Linked DNA regions of Gossypium arboreum: region 2 is linked to region 1. A link is a contact called in public Hi-C data. All regions are on one chromosome and are shown on one strand. Each heading gives the region's core, a stretch centred on a gene start, on an enhancer-like site or on the middle of the called end of the contact. The rest is flanking DNA. Distances are from core to core; before and after follow the strand shown.

Evidence for each region. Hi-C and Micro-C count contacts between places; a contact is called where the count stands out from the background.
Region 2: a Hi-C map of leaf shows a contact between it and region 1, with 1.9 times the contacts expected there. The contact joins the promoter of LOC108467702 here to the promoter of LOC108467565 in region 1. A contact is called at or near these places in 3 of 5 Hi-C or Micro-C datasets (all in leaf).

Annotation. Positions count from the first base shown.
Region 1 is chr8:8,135,999-8,139,059 of ASM2569848v2, forward strand. LOC108467565 reads left to right here and starts at 1,756. Exons shown (of 8, transcript XM_017768240.2): 1 at 1,756-1,942; 2 at 2,122-2,409; 3 at 2,527-2,729; 4 at 2,830-3,061. The coding sequence starts at 1,903. LOC108467738 (autophagy-related protein 9-like) reads right to left here and starts at 171. Exons shown (of 11, transcript XM_053018445.1): 1 at 1-171.
Region 2 is chr8:8,378,496-8,381,309 of ASM2569848v2, forward strand. It overlaps LOC108467702 (cytochrome P450 94A2-like), which reads right to left and starts at 1,486. Exons shown (of 1, transcript XM_017768437.2): 1 at 1-1,486. The coding sequence starts at 1,335.

The DNA of each region.
Region 1 (3,061 bases), core at 506-3,005:
GGGGCTTTTTTATTTTTAATTTAAAGATTAAATGCCCTAAGCTTCGCTTTGAGCGGCAGAAGGAAGGACATTCGTTTTGGTTTTGGCAATGGCAAAACATCTATTCACAAGTTTCTCTTTCAGTATATAAAAGTGGGTGCTTGCGAGTTTTTTATTAGAGAATTTATTTTGTTAGACTGCAAGAAAGGTGACAAATGTACTATATAATATAAAATAGTAAAATATTATAAATAAATAAATATTTAAATATTTAAATAAAAACATATATAAATTTTTAATATTATTTATGAAATAAAAAGTATACAGTGTACCAAATACTCGTTCGTAAAATTATGAATATGAGATAAATCCATATATTTTTTAAAATTTTAGAATTTAATCTCTTTATTTCATGATTTTAAAATTTAGGTCTAAATGTTAACACTATTAAATTTATTAGTGTGATATTTTGAAATAAAAATAATAATCACTTGGTAACCATGTAATTAAAATTGACATTTTAATGAACTTGAATTAAACAAAAAAAAAGTTTTAGCGGTCAAAAATAAATTTTGAAATTCAAAAATAAAGAGATTAAATTTTTAAAAATGAAAGTGCAATGGTTAAATTCCAAAATTTTGAAGATTAATGACATATTTTAACCTAAAATTATATTTTTATGAGTTGTACATATATACCTATTTTATTTTATTTATGTATAAATTTAAAATTTTAGACTCTTCACCATTTTATTATAATCACTTTAGATCTTAATTATATTTGAGGTTGAATTTGATTGAACTCTTAAAAGGATAAAGTTCTTTCAAAAAATTTTTATCCACAAAATTTAAAACTTGAAATTTTATGCATGACTCGGCATAAAATGACTTGATTTCCGTTATTATATTCCTTGGCTAAATGACAATATTGAGACCTTGAAACTTTAATCTCCCATGTTCGAATCTTACTATATATAAGTGTGGGAATTGTTCTAGTTAATTATAAAGTTAATTATTAGATTTAGTACTTCTAAATAAAAGTATGAGCTCTCTTTCATGTTTATTCTGATTAATAAGTTAGTTTACGAGTTAGAGTTAAATTAGTTGTTGAGTTAATTATTTGGTTTCAGCACTTCTATATTAATGTGAGTTTTCCTTTAAATTCTTTTAAATTTATTCAAGTTAGTTAACTAATTTATTAGTTTGTTGGTTAGAGTTAAGTTAGTTATTGAGGTAATTATTCGATTTAATACTTACACATTTATGTGTAAGTTTTTCTAAAATTTATTATGATTAATTAGTTAATTATTTTGAGTTAAGTTAGTTGTTAAGTTAATTATTCGGTTCAATACTTGTAATAATTAATTATATGTTCAATGAGTATAAAAGTATAATTGAGGTCCTTGTAATAAGAGTTAGATTACATTTTGCCTTCTTTAACTAAAAAAACAAATTAGTCCTCATATGTTAGATCAAAAAGTAAATCGACCATTCTCGTTAAAAATTTATCTATTTTAATATTAAAAAGTAATCTCTATGCATTAGCATAAGGTACATATAACCATGTATAATTGTCTAGTTATTTGTTAGTCGCGTTAGTTTTTAATAGTGAAATCAATTTATTTTTTTATTTAAAATAGAGAGACTAATTTGACTTTTAAGAGCAGAAAAACCTTTGATCAGTTATTAATTTGATCTCTCCTCTATTGGGCTATTAATGAAGGCCCAGAATCTCTTGGACGTTGCTTTAGGCCCAAAATCATTACTTTTACTTTATGGCCCAAAATCAATCTTCAGAAATACGTGTCCGCCGCCTCGGAGCATGACCAAGCGCCGCCTCTGAAGCTCGTCCAGAACCTACGTTTTCATCTTATTTCTACACCAACATCAAATTTCCCTCTTTATCTGTATCTTTTTTTTAACAATGGTTAATCAATATTGCAAAAGCTTCATACACCATCTTTGTAAGTACTTTGCTTCACCTCTTCTTTCAATCCACCTCTATCAAATCATTTAAAGCTTTTAAACTTTTCATCCTTTTGTCATTTTCAATCTGCGTTTTTTAACGAAAATCCAAAGAATTAGTAAAAATCTCAGCTTTCTTTCTTATTTTGATTTTGGGTTTATTGGTTTTTGTGTGCAGATAATAGCAACATTTTGATTACAAGGCAGAAGAAACTTTATGGTAGATGTATGAATGGTGTACTTAACAGGTTTCAATCACAATGGTCAAAACCAGAAGGATTAAAAGAAGTAATTAAAGAAAAAGAGGCAAAAGATATGGCTGAAATTGAGACCAGTTCCAGGTTTTTCAAGTATAGTTCTGGTGATGAAGATTATGTTGGTGATACCAAGTGGAAACTAGAGCTTGCTTGGCTCACAAAGGCTCTTGAACCAGCTCTGCAATTGTGTAGGTGGGCTCTGCCAATAGGTTTGTTTTATGTCAATTCATGTTAAGCTAAATTGGTTACTGCATATGCTGTTTCATTGCATTTTTATTAGCAATTAGTTAATGGCACTAGTTCTTTAATCTAATTTGTATGTATAGGAAATGAAGTAAGGGATAATAAGCCTCAATACGCTGCTCGATCGGTCTCGGAAATCATATCTAGCATTCAAAAGAGTAAGACTGTCATTGAAGGTTGGAGCTTAAGTGATCTTACTATAGGCCTATATCTTATTTACCTTCGACAGGCGTCTTTGAATCCATTTGAGGATGTTAAGGGTGTGAAGATCAAGTCAGTTTCGATCGTAATTGCCGAATCCCTTGCACTAAATTGCAAAAGTATTTTTAGTTTCGTTTCAGTTGATATGGCTAAGGATCTTTTTTTTTTTTTTTTTTGTGATGTAGGTTCAGGATCTGATATACCACATTGAATTAGCCAAAGGATGTTATAAGGATAATGCCGCCATCCTTGCAAGGACTAGCATGCTTAGAGAAAGCAATGTTTTGAAATTTGTAAAGAATTCTAGTGTGATGAGACCTGGATATTATATAGGAATTGATCCTCGAAAGAAACTTGTGATATTCGGAATCCGTGGAACTCATACTGTGTATGACCTTATTACTGATATTGTTACGT
Region 2 (2,814 bases), core at 236-2,735, 240 kb after region 1:
GGGTCCGGCCTGAAACACCGGATAAGTATAAGGATCTCTTCCGACGAAGCTCCAGTTCCCGGCCTCATCCCTTTGCAACCATCTCTCCGGCTTGAACTCCTCCCAATCGGATCCCCATATATTCTCCATCCTCCCCATCGCGTAAGGGGCGTACGTCACCACCGACCCTTTCTTTACCACCGTCCCGTCCGGCAAAACATCGTCTGCCACCGCTCGTTTGCTGTCCGTCGGGACCGGAGGGTACAATCTCATAGACTCACACAAGGAAGCGTGAATGTAAGCCATGTCTTTAACTTCTTCAAAAACCAGCATATCCGATTTCTCTTTAATTTCTTTAAGGATTTCCTTTTCAACTTCAGGGTGTTTATGTATTAACCAAAAGAACCATGTCAATGCCGCCGATGTTGTATCCCGACCGGCGAGTATAAAGCTGATGACTATATCCGTAGTGAAATTCTCATCGGAATGACCGGAATTTAAAAACCTCGATAAAATATCAACCGAGTCCAAAGACGATTTTGTAGCTAATTCTTGTTTCTTTTCCCTCACGATCTTCTTAGCGAAATCACGTACCTGAGAGATGGCGATTTTGAGGTTCATCTCCGACCCAACATTGAAAAACCGTTTGATTCTCCAAGTCAATGTAATCGGAGCTCGGAACCGTTCACTACTCAGATGAGTAGCATCTTCAAACGCGTCGGCGAACTCAGTTTGCGGCAAAGACGGTAAAAGACATTCCGGGTCATACCCAAAAGCAATCTTGCAAATATTATCAAAAGCAAATCTCTGAAGAACATCCTGCAAATCAAGCACTGTCTTGCCGGTAACAGCGCCGGATAACATCGGAACCAACCGGTCGTTAAGCTCAGCATCAACGACGGTTTCTACAAACTTACGAAGAGACCTAGTATTAAACTCGTGACTCGAAACCTGTCTCTCGAACTTCCAAGCTTCCCCATCGGCGTTAAATATTCCGTTGCCGAGAAAATCAAAGAAAACATTAATGAAGAACTCACCTTTTGGGTAATTATTAAAACGGGTTTTGAGTATATGCTGGACATTATCGGGGTTCGCCGTGAAGATCTGACGGTAACCCAAGATGTGGTGAAGAGTGTAAGTTGCAGAAGGGCAGTTCTTGAGGATCCTCGTGATCCATTCCAGGCGGTTGCTTTGATTGGATTTGATGTCGAAATAAGAACCGATTAATGGGTAACGCTTGGGCAAAATATTGGGCGTTGATGGTTTCTTGAACCTGGAGCTTTTGATGAGACTGAAGAAGAAAAATGGGAGAGTAAGGAAGAAGATGATTGATAAGGTTAATACCTGGATAAACATGGTGAATAGCTGTGATTAATGGTGTCTTGAAATAGGAGGTGAGTACAGAGACAGGTTCCCAGTTTATAGTTTTCAAGAAAAATGGATTTTTGCTTAGAAGATAAGCATAATACCTTTGAAGCACTTCTACCACTATATATTATTTATACATATATAAATGCGTGATAACGGTAAGTGATAACAACTATCCCCTCCAACTTTAAAAAATAATATTAGTTAATTTTCATTTTTTTTCTTGAATCACTCAAAATGACGAAAAAATAACATCGCTTAATCTTGTTAACGGGTATATAATACATTTTAGTCTTTTTAATTTTTAAATTTCTGTTTTTATAATTTAAAAAAATACGAAAATTAAACGGAAGGTTGAAATGAGATATATATATATATTTAAAGTTAGAGAGTCAAATAAATTATTATGTTATTTTGATATTAGTAATAGTAAAAGTACTATAGAGGTCCTTGCATTAGTATTTTGATATTAGCAAGCCACGTGTACCTATTTTATTATTCATTTATCTACGCTAGTTTTTAGTAATAGAAATAGATGAAATTGTCAATAGAAATGACTAATTTACTTTTTGATCTAACAAACAAAGATTACTTTGTCAATTTTTTTAGTACTGGGGTAAAATGCAATTTGACTCCTAGTACAATTGCCTCCATGGTACTTCTATTTATTGTTGGCAAAAGTTGATGCAGTGTATATTTGATCGTTTAAGTTCGATTTCATGTTGTTAGAGTCCGATTGAATTGGTTAGATCGAGAACCAATTGGGGCATTGGTTCGATTAAAATGTTAGACAAATTGACTTGCGAACCGGTATGGATTGGTTGAACCACTTTTCTTTTCTTTTTTAATGATTCATTTAATAAAACTAAGTGAATCAGTCAAACCAATTGAATCTTGTCATGTTTTAAAAACCGAAGTTTGAATCTAATTATGCATAATTACTATAAGGATTTATTCAGTTATATTTTGAAAAAATGATACTTTATATTAATTTAATTTTATATATCTATTTTGTCTATTCTATATATATTAAGCTCTTATATGAGTTAGTATCATGAGTTAATTAAACATAAATGCAGTTGAATAATTATTAAAATATTATTATTAAACAAAATAAATATGTTATTTTAAGAGTTTTTTAATCATTTTACAACCGCATATTACACACATATATAAAAATACACATAATGATATTTGAATTTAAAACATTATAATTTTTCTTTTTTTGTGATAAAATAAAGCAGAGTTACATCAAATTAAAAAGATCAAAAGTGCCCATCGCTTTGTCCTCTTAAAAAGTATCCGAGACTTCATTAGGAATAGTATCAAAGATTTATAGGTTTGATTTCCACGGAAGGCTTAACTTTGCCAAATGATTTGCAATTAAATTGAGGTATATGCCGCAACCACTATTGACCTTCAATTCTCAAGAGTCGTTGAACCCTTCTAAGCACTGTAATGCTACCA